Linked DNA regions of Sus scrofa: region 2 is linked to region 1. Evidence: chromatin contacts called from public Hi-C data. All regions are on one chromosome and are shown on one strand. The core of a region is the stretch at or near the end of the contact, and the rest is flanking DNA. Distances in the headings are between cores, read along the strand shown. Region 1 has its middle 53 kb from the start of MOCS2. Region 2 holds the start of FST (follistatin).

Region 1 (7,353 bases), core at 1,766-4,265:
CTTCTTCCTTCATTCTTCTGTCAGTGGACATTTAGGTTGCTTCCATGTTTTGGTTATTGTAAATAATGCTGCAGTGAACACTGGGAATGAGAACCAAATCTTCTCCTTCCAATTTACATGTATGATGATTAGACCAATTTTCCACAGACTAGATTCTTGCATTGTCCAGATACTTCCAACTGGCATTGGAAATATGTGAAATCAACCTTTCTGAATTTCATAAATATATACCTCTAAGCCCAAACAAACTATATCTCCAAATTGGGTTCACTTCAGCTAAATCCCAGGTATCTCCAGGACTACTCCCACTCCATGTAACATAAGGGTAAATGTGACAGAGGGTGTCCTAGACTGAATTGCCTCTCCCTCAGATGCAAAATAGTATTTTGTAGCACATGAAGATTATATAAAATTCAAATTGCAGTGTCTCTAAAGTTTTTAGGAATAGTCATACTCACTGTTTGTGTTTTATCTATGTCTGCTTTTGCAGTACAGTTGAATAGTTGCAACAAATTATATGCTCTGGAGAGCCTAAAATATTTACTGTCTGGCCCTTTACAAAGTTTTTTAACCCCAGTTTAGAGGCCTGTAAACCCAACACACAGGGAATTTGTGCTTACTTGCCAGCTCTTTTCCATGCTAGGTCTCTATCATACTCTCATGAAAAGGTTAGTAGCAAGATAGGAGGCTGAGAGTTCTTTGATAGTGCATGGACATACAATCATGTCCTCTTCCCCAGAACTTTGTCTTATATGAAGCAAAAGCTGCAAGCCACTGTAGGAGTGCCAGGAAATCCTTCTACTCATTAGGCCAGGAAAAAATCCAATACGTATGGGGGAAGTGTAGGAGTAAAATCCACAGGACAGTGCAGAGAGGAAACTCTCCTGCTCCCCTAGTCTTCCTGCTAAGGAAGAGTTAGAAGCCTGTGTGCACTGAAAGGAACTAAAACAATAGCAAATCTAAACTCAGTTCAAGTATTGGGTAGATTGACTTAACTCCCTACACTAACAGCCTTTCAGAAGAAGAAGCATTTCCTTTTCCAGGTACAAATATTATTGACCTCAGTCTCTACTGCCATTTTTCCTATGAAATAACCACCATACTACAAAAAAAAAAAAAAAATTAGACATATAAGAAGAAGCAAGGAAAAGAAAACCTGACCTATCATCAAGAGAAAAATTAGTCAATAAAACCAGATAAATAGATTACTTACATGGTAGAATTATCAAACCAAGACCTTAAAATAATTGTAATTCATATGGTAAAGGCCTAGTGGAAAAGATAGACAAAATGTGTAAACATATAGGATATTCCAATAGAGTTGGAAACTATTTTTAAAAGTCTAATGGAAATCCTAGGAATAGCTAAATATTAGAAGCGAATAATTCCTGTGATGGGTTAATTAGCAGACCAGACACAGTTGAAAAAAAGAATCAGGGAAAGTCAGGAGAAGTTCTCCAAATTGAAATAACAGAAAGGAAGAAAAAGTAGAAAAGTGCCTAAAAGAGCAGTGGCCCACCATCCAGTGGGCTGATGTGTATAACTGGAATCTCAGAAGAAGAGAAAATTAGATGGAAGAAATATTAAAAGAGTTAATGACAAGAATTTATAAATTACAAATTATGAATATCAAGAATAAAAGAGAAGTCATTGGTACAGATCCTATAGATATTAAAAGGACATTGAGACTATTTTCTACCTTTCATGTTACATAAATCTGACACCTTAGGTGAAAAGTAAAAATCCATTTAAAAGTGTAAATTCTCAAAGCTCTTTCAAGAAAAAAATAGAATATCTTAATAGACTACACTTATGAAATAAGTTTGATTCATGTTTTTTTCTTGCTTTTTTTTCTTTTAGGGCCACACCTATGGCATATGGAAGTCCCCTACGGATGGAATTGGAGCTGCAACTGCCAGCCTAAACCATAGCCACAGCAATGCCAGATCCAAGCTGCATCTGTAACCTATACCACAGCTCACAACAACATCGAATCCTTAACCCACTGAGCAAAGCCAGGGATGAAACCCCCACCCTCATAGATACTAGTCAGGTTCATAACCTGCTGAGCCACAGTGGGAACACCTGATTCATATGTTAAAAACTCTTTTATTGGTGAATTTTTCTAAACATTTAAAGTTAAGGATTTAACATATGATATTGGAAAGGGGAGCACAGTTCAGGCCATATCAAGGATTGAGAAAGGTGCTTTGTACAGGTGGCATTTAAGAACCTGAGGTTTGAGGTAGAGCCAACCATGAAGAATGAGGGAAAGAACATTGCGGGTAGCGGGGGACTATGAATATAGATAGAACACCTTCAAGTACTGGAGTTTGAGGTTATCAGAAGAAAAAAATAAATCCAGCTATTTCTGGCCTAGTTAGAGGTGAGACTTTACAATCAAACCTCCTCATCTTCAGATTTCTACTCAGAAGTCACTCCCCTAGCATTTGAAACTGGTATTTGGACAAGGTCAGAAAGAATACAAAGAGAAGAGATTAACTATGGGCAGGTGGGAACTGCAGCTTTATTTCTATTCCCAAACTAACACTACTCACTGAAACTGATTCACTTAAAAGCCACCTCAGGAGTTCCTGTTTGGCTCAGCAGATTAAGAACCCAGCTAGTATCCATGATGATGTGAGTTTGATCCCAGGCCTCACTGGGTGGGTTAAGAACCCGTGTTGCCACAAGCTGTAACATAGGTCGCAGACATGGCTCAGATGCAGCATCACTGTGGCTATGGTGTAGGCTGGCAGCTGCATCTCCCATTCGACCCATAGCTTGGGAATTTCCATATGTGGCAGGCACAGCCCTAAATAAATTAATTAATTAATAAGCCGCCTCAGTGAAGGATGATTTCTTGGGATGTCTCATTAAGTATTCAGTGGCTATATGCCTGTTCCATTGATGGTGATTTTAAAGCATTACCCAATTCCACTGTGAAGGACGATGCCTCAGAAAGCTCTAAAGGTCTCATTGGCTAATGTTTACAGAGATTCTTAATCTCACTCTAAGTCAACTGAAAAATATTTGACATCACGTGTCAGTAAAGGCTTCCTGTTAGCGCCAGTGGAAGCCTTCCGCTGTAGTTTTCCGCTGTTTACCAAGCAGCAGTGCCCCGCCAATTATGGTTGAGACGTGCTCCAGGCAGGAATGGGGAACGCGAAACACTGAAATCCTTCCACATCTATTCAGCCACACCCTATTTTTATTATCTCCACACAAGGAAGTGAACAGAGAGAATTATTAAATACAACAATAGGCATGATTTGTGCTTGATTCACTCTTTCCTCCTTCTGATGGAATAATTATCAACAGTTAGCATCAGTGCACTACAAATGAGCATCTTGCTGAGTTCAGATGGTAAGGTGTTCCTTTGAAGACAGGCCTTTAAAGACTTGAAGTATTAGGTTAATTCACTCAGACTCTTCATTTAACCTCGTGGTTATTACTTTTTAGCAATCCTCTAATCAAGAATTGTATTTTTAAAAAATTATCTTAAATAGCTTTAGAGTGCATAATATTCTATTGTTGGTTAAAAAGAAATAAACAGTATAGCACGGGGAACTACATTCAGTATCTTGTAATAACCTATTATGGAAAAAAATATATGTAACAACTGAGTCACTTTTCTGTACACCTGAAACTAACACAATATTGCAAATCAACTATACTTTAATAGAAAAAAATGAAATATATGAGTATAATACACATAGATTACTGAAAACTACTATTGTGGATTCAATTTTAAGTGACACTATATATTCTGTTGCCAATGAATGAGTTGTATTCTTGTTTAATAGGTTCTCTAACTCATACTCCTTTGATAAACAGGTAACTGGTTGGTTTCTTCAAGTAATGGCCAAGGAAAATTAAAATTTAACTTTCTTTACATTGCATTTTGTACTTATACAAATAATAAATAGAATAGTTGCTTATCTAGATTTATGTGGTTTAATTTGTACTGGTGGTTTAATTTGATCTTAACTGGGCAAAATTGGAAGAGACTTTTCAAAATACTTCTGAAAATCTGCTTGGTTGTAACTATTATAGCCAAACAGAATCTTACATTTTCCATCATGAGATACATAAAAAAATCTACTTACACATGAACATGAACTTTTAAAATTTGAGTTTGAATAATATATATGTTTGTTTCAATTTAACTTCTTTTTGGTGAACTATAATTTTTTTGTCTATTAATACAATTAAGAATCATTTAAACACTTATTTAGTGAGATAGATTACCTGAAAACTCCTATTGTGGATTCAATTTTAAGTGACAGTTATTTAGCTGAAAAATCCACTTGCTAAAAATGTTATTAACAAAACCTGTATATTCTTCTTGCTTTTCTTCAAGGGCCAATATGAGATCTTTTTCTGGTTTTAGTTTGTACTAATAACCTTTTCTTCTTACAAATAATTCCAAGTTTACTTTATTACAGATGGTATTTGTCTACGGCCAAAAACACTTTCCAAAAATGCACCCTAGCTCAATAAACTAGTTTTGAAAGTATCTTTAATAAAAATAAACAGTCAAAACAGAGATTAACAAGAATCAATACCCCTAAAAGCATCATAAATGGCCTTTTTCGCCTCGCTAGTCCTTATTTTTTTAGAAATCTAATCTAGAATACAAACATATAAGAAGTAGAAAATTTGCTTGACTATCTACATGATTTAATGTGACATGGTCACTTGAACGACTGCCACCTGTGCTGCGTTAAAAACAGGATCTTGCACATCTTTCTAAACTGTGCCAGATAAAAACAGTCACTAAATTCAATACAGTCTAGATGGTTTAGGCTGAAATCCTGGACAGTTGGTTGAATAGACAGGGATATTAATTTTTTTGAACTTAGAATTTATATTTTTATGTTGTCATAAAGTTACATTTTTAAAAAAATCTTTGTCTACTACTTGCCAAGCAATAAACTAGATATCCATGAACAACATAAATATATATGGTCTTGGCAATTATTAATATACAAATATATATGAACATCTGAAAGACAATTTCATTCCTGATCATCTTTCATCATTTATATGGCCAATGAATGGCCTTTATAGAACGATTGCTATTAGAATTTAAGAAAATGAAATACAAATTCCATCTCAAAAATAGTATGTTAAATTAGCAGTGTTAGGTTGTTCTGAACACGTACTGCCACCCAATGGAAATATGCCCCAATGGCACTGGTCTGTAGGTTTGGAGACCATACATCCTTCTGGAGAATTAGTACCATTGTGCAAATCATTTGGTGTGGCAGGTGTTTTGCCCAGAATAAATTGGATTGTCCTGGGAGAGGGGTGGCATGGGGAACTCCAGCTAAAAAATGTTTTTCTCTATAAACCCAGCAAAAATAACCTCGTTCAAAATCTGATCTGAGGTGACTATGGTGAAATAGTGAAATTGCCTATGAATATCTTGAGTGATATCAAGTAACAATAACCATTTCATAAAAACATTACCAACATGCTACAGATAACATCTCTGTGTTATATATGGTTGTATCATAAAGAATTGAGGCTGGGAAAAAGCACTGGAATAGATCACAGTTCTTCTGGTCTGTGGGTCTCTACATTTTCAGCCTGATTCCTCTTTTGTTTTATTTTTGTAGAATCAGCCTGATTCTTGTGTATGAACGGTGTTTCGTTGGGGGTCCTGAGTGCTAAAGAGTAGGAATGGACTAGGATGGTCCTCAGTGTCCCTTCTACCCTTGTGATTACATTTTCAATATCATTTCAAGCCTCTGACAAAGGTGGGGGATATAACTCACACAGAAGTTCTTAAAATCACTTGTTAGGTGCTTTTAAAAAGATGTTGAGAGTTCCTGCGTTGGTGTTGGTAATGAACCCAGCTAGTATCCATGAAGACCAGGTTCAATCCCTGGCCTTGCTCAGGAGGTTAAGGACCCAGCATTGCCGTAAGCTGTGTTGTAGGACACAGATGTGGCTTGGATCCAGCATTGCTATGGCTGTGGTGTAGGCTTGCAGGTATACCTCTGATTTGACTCCTATCCTGGGAACTTCCATATGCCACAGGTGCGACCCTAAAAGGAAAACAAACAAACAAACAAATAAATGTTGAGTATGCATTTTCACATTTTTATTGATCAAAAAATTGAGTTAACCAGTATATTATCCCATGGCAATTTTTTAAATAAGAAGGTAGCCTGGTGTCAAAGGCTTGGTTTACTTAGGGAATTTGTCATTCAGGAAAAGTTAATTTCCAGTTCAATGAGAATGTTGCCTATGGAGGCTTTTTATATCCAAAATGCCACTTCTCCTTTTTCCCATAGGAAGTAACAGAGGACATTGGGTGGGTCCCCAGTGTGTAGGAACCAGACTCCCTTTTTAACTTTAGCTGTTAAGAAGGTGTGAACATAGCTTGGCATGCTGAAAATACCCTGCTTGGCATGCTGAAAATTTTTCCAAGGCAGCAGTTGCCTTATTGAATCTATCATTTGATTACCTTAATACCCCAGTCTCCAAAAGGAATAATTACCAACAATATATTGTGTGACTATTCAAGTTATATTATGAAGTATGACAAGAAAGATTAAGTTAGTTTAATGAAGAATGTTATGGTAAATTTCTTACATAGATTTCCTGAATAGGTAATTACAGTCATGCTTTGTGGAGGCGTTGCAGAGTTTTTCTATTTATTGAAGTATCAGAAGTGATAAATATCATTTAGTCATTCAACAAATATTGATTATATACTTACCATGTGCTCTGTGCAGATGTCTTGCTGTACATAAAGATAAGTAGCAAGACAGAATCTTTGCCCAGCCAGGAAGGAACACTACTATGGTTTGGGCAGCATGTGATGAGTTATGTGCAAGAGTGGTGGGACATTACATTAATTGATCATCATGTGAATTAGTACATCATTGCTATAATTAGAACCTACTCTGTTCCATTAAGAAGTAGCAAATATTATGCCACAGATAGCATATATTAGCCAGAAGAAATTTTCTGTGATCAAACCAGATTACTTTAATAATGATAAACTACTAAAAAGTTACAAATGTCATATGTATATGTAAGATACAAAGTGATACTCCAATGATAAATTAAACGCATGGGAGTACAATTACTCTGCAGAGTCCTCATGAATAAATTTGTCTCAAAGGAAGCTACTAGAGGGCTATAGGGGAACCCACATGCCTAGTCAAGGAGAAAGGTTCTTCTCTCTCACTTGCAGTTCATTGGGACTGAGAATCACTGGAGAAATTCATGTAAATCTTGACCTTGCTTTTGACTTGTCCAAGTTACAAAAGAACATGTCTTACTCCCTCTTTGTCTTACTCTTGGCCAAACTCTCCAAGTACAGAAGTCACTTCC
Region 2 (7,353 bases), core at 3,295-5,794, 290 kb before region 1:
TCACTGTTCTACAGAAAGTTAACATGAGGAATGAGGCAAAGAAAAAAAATTGTAAACTACTGAAAACAGTCAGGGGTATTTTTTTTTTTTTTTTTTTTTTTGCGGGTTTGGGGGAGGGTGTTGGAAGAAGCATCCACTAGGCAGAAAGCTACTTCCCTCTAAAATTTTCGGCACCCACATTTCCAAGTTTGGGCAAAGTTTCTGAAACCACGTCCCTCAGCCACCGAAGAAATTTCAGTATCCCCCTCCCCAATGCAGTCATTTTTTAAAGTATCCAAAAGATGTAGGAGGTAGAGAGGTAGACTGTAAGTGGGTCGACAGAAATCTCCAGGCTACTGATGCTTTTCCCCTTCTTCAGAGCCAAACAGGGGAGATAACATCTAAACTCATTATGTCCAGAACTTGGAGCATCTAACCCTAACTACTGAGACAGACTCCAGCTCACTCCCTTTCCTTTTAAAGGATCGCCCCGCTCCAAACTCGGCTCCCAGTCCTAAAGTGTCACTGCCTTCAATTTTCCCACTCCTCTCCATCCCGGACTTCCTAAGTTGGTCCAACATCTAAGAGCAGCGCGGCTCAGAACAGACCCAGTGGAGACGACTGAAAAGTACAAACCCCTGTCGCCTGCCGAGCCTCCCAGCGCATCCCCCTTCTCTTACCCTGGGCGCTGCGGTCCTCCATGAACTGGCAGAGCAGCAGCAGCAGGAGGCATAGCCCGCCGGGCTGGTGCTTGGGACGGACCATTCTGGGGTCAGGCGCGGGACGAGGAGCGCGACGGTGCGGGGAGCAGGCGCGGCGGCGAGTGGTTCCGGCGAGCGGCGCGCGTCGCAGAGGCGAGCGGCGGAGGGCGCAGCGATCCCGGCGCAACCCCGCGCTCGCCGCCGGCCGCCCGCGCGATTCAATGGACGTCAGAAGCCGGGCGCAGCCGCGCTTTAAATCTAGACGGGGGTCTCCGCGGTTTGCGGTGGGCGGTCTCCCAGTGTGTGGGGCAGTGGGAGGGCGGCCTCGAGCGAGGGTGTGCGCGGCTCCTTGGGGGTGGGGAGCTTTTAAAAGTTCAGTGTGAATCAGGTGACATTTCCCACCTTCTGGAAACCCTTCCCAATTATCTGGTGGAGGTGCCCGAAATCAAAGCGGCAGGAGGGTATCGCCGAGTTCTTATTTGCGTAGGAGCGAGAGGGAGGGGGCAGGCGACCGGGACGGGAGGGGGGTGAGGGCGACGCTTCGGGGGTGGGGAGTGGGGAAGAACACCCACTTCAAGTCCTGCACGCCGCCGCTCGCAGGCAGCGCCGGCGCGCCTGGGACGGCGTGTGTGTGTGTGTGTGTGTGTGTGTGTGTTCGTTCATGGTGGTGTGTGAGTGTGTGCGTTGGGGGGGGGCATGGTGGGCTGGGGGTGGCGGCTGGCGGAGCAGAGCGGGGCGGGAATTGGTCTTCGCATCGCCGCTCCGCTCCAAGAAGACTTTTGCAAATGCCCGGCGATCCCCGAGCTGCTGAAACACCCCACTCCGGGTCTGTCGCTGGTGTTTAGGCCCCTGTAACCTAGCGCGGGACACCGCGATGTTTTGTGTCTGGGTCTGCGCGTGCCGAGTTCTTCGGCCACCTCGAGCCAGAGTTGTGGCTGGGAATCCCAGCCCCGGCACCTTCCACCCCGGCTGAGCCCGCCGAGACGCAGCCCTCGGTCTCGACGAGTCAGAAGCAAACAAAAATGTTTAACACCTCAGGCCCGGTCTCCCCCCAGTCTCAGTCTCACCCTCTCCATTTCTTTTCTACCCTTTCACTCCGCCGCGTATGGAGTTGGAGCCCGGAGCTGGGGCGCCGACGTAGGCGGTCTGCTGCTCCCCCCCACCCCCCGCCCCGGCTCCGAGACTCCCCAGTTTCTGTCCTGTATGTCTCGGTCTGTCTCCCAGTCTCCTTCTCGGCCTCTCTCTCTCTCTCTGTCTCTCTCGGTTCGCGGAATAAAAAAGATTGCAACATCGATAATGAACTTCTGTAGCCTCAGTTTATTAAGCACAGTGGCTGGCATTCTTCGCTGAAAGTTGGCGGGTCTCTCATTTATAACATTTTTGGCACCGCTGAATGAAACTGAGGAGGCGATATTTCCTTTTATATAAAACGATTACTTCACGGAAAAAGCTATATTGTTTATTCCAAAAGCTGCCTTTTAAATTTCTATTCTTTTCGCTTCTGGAGCCCGAAGGACAACAGACAGCGAAGTATGCAGACAAAATTCTTGGACATTCGCAGGTCACTGGGATTTGTTCTCCTACGGATTTCAAATCCTTCCCTCTTTGCCCCCAACCCCCCTCAAGCCTTCCCCTGCCAGACCGCCCCCCCACGCCTCCTTTTGCCCTCCCCCCCATCTTCCACCACCTCCCTCCCACCCCCTCCACAACTGCAAATAACTCAGTGATAACAGATTTTTTTCCACCAACTGCAGGAGATAGTGCTAATCTTTTAATAAAAGATCCCATTACAATGGGATCTGTCTGGACAGACTATAATAGATCCCGAAATACAGCCGTGCTAATATTAGAAGACAGTTGTTTGGGTGCCTCTCAGACGGGCCCAAGCCCCCCTTTGAAAGTGGGCATGAATCACAAAGCCCCACGGCCGCCGCACCTGCACCGCGCGCATTCGGTGCAGCAGGCTGGTAAAAACGGGTGACCTCGCCGCTGCTTTTCGCTTTATAATTACCGTCCTGAGGACGGGAGGGGAGGGGCGCGGGAGGCGGACGTTGGTTTTTTGCTCACTTCAGACGGCTCTGGGCGCTCCACAGCCTTCTTAATCTTCCAGATTTATTCTTTCTCTCTCTCTTACCTCTTCTCTCTTTCCCTCCCGTCCTCCCACTCCTTCTCTTTTCCCTTCCCTCCCTCTTCCCAGACTCTGCCCATACTCTCCCCCCTTCTCCCTCCCCTCTTTCCTTTCCCGTCTCTCTTCCCTCCAATGCAGCATTAATGTAGAGTTGTTTAGTGCCCTCTAATGGCAGACGACATTAACAATTAATAGCAAATTGTCCCCTTTGCAGGAGCCGACACTCCATGGCAGAGTTCCAATGTTGAATTTGTTTCTTCTTTATTCAGACAGATGGATACAGTGCTTATATAGTAATGTGCTGGAGGGAAAGTTTGTTTTCTCCCCTTCAAATCTTTTTTTTTCCTTGGGAAAATTTAGTTGAAGGGGAAAGCTAACAACTAGTCACTTTTTTTTTTTGGTATAGATTTGTTTTGCAGGAAGAGACATAGCTTCTGTTTCATCAAAGTTTATCAAATGTGTCTAGAGTTGGAAAACAAATACTCTAAATACATAAATGACCTTAGATGGTAGATGGTTGAATCTTATGGCAGTGATACCAATAGCCATTAAAACATTTTAAGACCCAAATGTAACTATATGATTTTCTATTTGCCCCCATTTGAATACGTTTACTGGTCCTGAATCTTCTCTAGCCCCTGGAAGCTGAAAAAATCTAATTGTAATTATATTTTTCATTTTAGGACCATACAAAACATTTAAATTTTACTCATGTCTCATTGTATATGAAGTCATTTTGCCTAGAGGAATGTGGGGTCATATTTTGTAATGCATAGTTTATTTTCTCAATACTTTGGGGAATATTGTTGTAAAGACCACAATTTCCTCATATTTCATAACCATATAGCAATGAAAATAGTGATGTAATTTGTATGTTCTCATGATTTAACTCATCCATTTACATGTTGCAGGTAGAATATGTTGATGTAAAAAAGAACAATATGACAATATGACATTTTTGGTGGGAAGATCTATGTGGCTAAATGAAGATTAGAACAAAGGCAATTTTGAAGGGTTAATCAAAAAAGTGTTTTACCTGGACTTTTGAGGAAACACATTTGGTTTATTCAGATAGTATTTTAGTTTGTGTATAATAGAAACAACGGGGGAGTTCCTGTCATGGCTCAGGGGAATCAAAACCTACCACTACCCGTGAGGATGCGGGTTCGATCCCTAGCGTCCCTTAGTGGGTTGGGGATCTGCCCCAGCACCCTTAGTTGATCAGGGATCCTGTGTTTCTGTGAGCTGTGGTGTAGGTCACAGACGCAGCTTGAATCCCACATTGCTGTGTATAGGCCAGCAGCTGTAGTTCCCTGGCTTGGGAACTTCCATGTGCCTCGGGTGCGGCCCTAAAAAGAAAAAAAAAAAAAAAAAGAAAGAAAAAGAAAAGAAACAACAGGTATCATAAGAACTTTCTAAAGTTAATTCAAGTTATGTCCACATAAGTCCAGTATGATAAGTAAAAAGCAAAAATTGTTTTCTATTATATTCTTTGTCTACATAATGCCAAGAACTCAGACAGGTCATTTGACTAAATTGACTGCATAGACTAGTTGCTTTGGCATCATGTGATCGTCTAGGCTAGGCCAAAGCAGTCACAGTAGCTCTCATTGTAAAAAAAAAAAAGAAATGCCACAACTCACAGAAATGAGTACCAGAGGCAGACCTAATATAGGATTACTCCTTGTCACAGAGAGGGTGGCTCTGAGGGTCAGGGTTGAGGTCACAGGCAAACACACTGTGGAAAACATAAGTGCTGTGTTGCTTTTGCCTTTGTGAATAAGCAGTTTAGTGTTTGTTTAGGGATACAGGCTCATCCTGTTTTTCAGCTGCACCTTGGATACTATTGATCTGTTTGGGAGTATGTCTGCTCCGAATCGGCACAGATCAGTCATCAGAATTCTTGTTGGCCTGGGGTTATTTTCTGGCCAATCTGAGGAAATGAGACACAGGTCAATACTGGTTTCATATGGGACTCCTGTGAGCATCAGAAGAGATCCATCTAATTTCTGGGGTATGAAATGGTATCACACCTGTTCAGTGACATCACAGAAAAACAGCTGCTATTTCTTTCACTGTTCTGTCTCTTGTAAATGTTCAATATTGGGTTTGTAGATGTCTAAATGTCAGGGGGACATTTTAAAATAAAAATGCCTTCTGTCATTTTTGTTGTATGCCTCCAAGTTTGACTTCTTATTTTTTTCCTTTCTGCTCTGCCAAAAAAGTAAATGTAAATTATGAGAAACACAATAGGACCACTTTGTAACTGACTTTCTGGGCAGCGCACAAAAAGACTGCTGTTCTCTGATTGTTTTTTAGTCAGCTTCAAAAGCTGTCTTCCTTTTTAAGTTTATAAATTTAAAATATTAGAGTTTAGCAAATTATTCAATCTAGCTTTCAAGATACCTATTTGAAATCATAGGAAATGGTTGTTAGAACCAGAACTGATCTGGCTAAATTTTAGTCCCTAAGAAGAGAATATGGAAGGGATGGATGAGGTTACGTATGGAAAATTTGGAAGTCATCAAGTGAGAAGCTTTTATATCTTGCCCTAAAATTAAATGTCAAATTTTTTTGAAGTTAGTTATTTTTCAAAGTTATATTAAGATTTCAAATGCAAATAATCAATCTTGATTAAACAACAGAATTTAAGCACCTGAGAAATAGGCTGAAGTGATTTTTAAATCAGATTTTGTTCTTCTATGTACAAAAAAACGGTCACTTAATGCGTCATAGTCTTTGGTGTTGTGTAACTTCATAGGCTTGATGAGGATTTGAGGTGGGGGTGGGGAGTAATAGTTCTGTATTGGCTGAATCATTGCAGAACTAAATAGTTAAGAAATGTGAGTACATAAAAGCAATGTTTGTCCAAGATGTCCAAACCCATCAGTTAAGTTTTTAAAAAAGTCATTAGAATATATGTTTTTAAAAATATAGTGTGGAGAAAACAATGCATTGATTACCTGAACTTTTCTCTTCTCAGTGTTGCTTTTATGTTATTTAGAGTCAGTCATTCATGGACAACACTTTGTTTTTGATATGACTTGTTCCTAATATTTTTGTTGCCTTATTTTCCCCTTCATTTTTAGAAATATTTTGTTTCCAGAAGTCATCTATGATATATGGCACATAGTCACTTAAACTAGCCATAATAAGTATATTCACATTTAACATAACGAAGTCATTAAAATAAACCTTAGCAAAGAATTCAAATTATGCTTCAGGATAGGAATATTACATTGGATTAGTAGAAACTTCTAAATAGTTTCTTGTATTTTAGTTCATTTTTACAATACAAATTGTTCATATATTTGTATGTGATGGAAAATATCAGTGTGTGACCTTTAGAACTTTTAACCCTGATTCTATTTACATTTTCTACTGTATGGAAAGTATGAGGAGAGCAAGTTGGTATTTGCTGTTCTGTTTCCCTACTTTATGAATGAACTAACATGTCAAAGTAAGAGCCGCTTTTCCAGATTATTAATTGGTCGAAGGTGAGCTGATAATGCTGCAGTTACTTTTGTGTATTTTGGTTTATATTCCCTCATTTTAACTTTCCATAGAGTAGCAGTGGTTTGCACATTTAGTAATTAGCTCTTTCCTATGTGTTTGCCTACTCAATATTGCAGTCAGTAGTTGATATAATTGCTCTTTGATCATCCATGTTTCATCTGTATTTTTTTTTATTTGACGTGAATCCTGTTTCATATCTGATGTCTAATTTGCCCCCAAAGTTAAATGTTATGTTTATGATAGGTCTAAAGTTCACAAGACAGTTAGATATGATTTTATACATCCTATTGCATCTCTTTATAGATTTTTAATTTGTCATTTTTCCTCAAAGGAGAATTCATTCCAAATCTATTTTGCATTTAGCCTTTGCAACTCATAAGTATGGATCTATTTCTGGGTTCTATGTCAGTCTTATCTTGACTACTGTGACTTTATAGTAAGTAAGGAAGTCAGGTGGTGTAATTCCTACAACTTTGTTCTTTTTTAAGATTGCTTTGGATATTCTAGTTGTGTTTCCATATAAATTTTAGAATTATCTTATTGAATTCTATACACACACAAAATAAACCATGATATGATTATGATTGGGATAATCAATTTGGGGAGAATTGAAAATTTAGAAATATTTTGTCTTCAATACCATGAACATGGTATATCTTTCCATTTACTTAGGTTTCTTTAATTTCTCTTGACTATAGTTTGTAGATCCATTTTGTATTTTAACTGTTATTGAAAAACGTGCTGAAGCAGGATAAAAAATGCTGTTTTCAGCTCTTTACCTCAAAGGACCTCAATGGGTTATAAAGATTCCCTGGGGCAGGCTTATACATGTCTTCATACTTCCTAAGGCTGATTGTCTATGGTCAGTTAAAAAGAATGTATTGAGCACACTTTCCAGGAGTGGTGTGCTAACTTAAAATCTCTTGCATACATTTCTTTGGTGTTTATTTTAGACCAGACAATAATCACTCCATTAAATGAATAATTTCTGTCACTATGAGGTTTACACCAGTGAGTATTAAAAGTGAC

The links. Hi-C and Micro-C count contacts between places; a contact is called where the count stands out from the background.
Region 2: a contact with region 1 is called in a Hi-C map of fetal liver, with 1.6 times the contacts expected there. The contact joins two enhancer-like sites. A contact is called at or near these places in 2 of 47 Hi-C or Micro-C datasets (embryonic fibroblasts and fetal liver).

The regions. Positions count from the first base shown.
Region 1 is chr16:32,511,448-32,518,800 of Sscrofa11.1, reverse strand. No RefSeq gene overlaps it. Among named protein-coding and RNA genes, the nearest start is that of MOCS2, 53 kb to the right of the region's middle. Within about 2 kb of position 3,015, at least 2 of the 83 cell types and tissues checked have an H3K27ac peak or open chromatin away from gene starts, as enhancers often do. A contact at or near this core is called in fetal liver, where this site is marked.
Region 2 is chr16:32,799,737-32,807,089 of Sscrofa11.1, reverse strand. FST (follistatin) reads right to left here and starts at 749. Exons shown (of 7, transcript NM_001003662.1): 1 at 660-749. The coding sequence starts at 744. Within about 2 kb of position 4,544, at least 3 of the 83 cell types and tissues checked have an H3K27ac peak or open chromatin away from gene starts, as enhancers often do. A contact at or near this core is called in fetal liver, where this site is marked.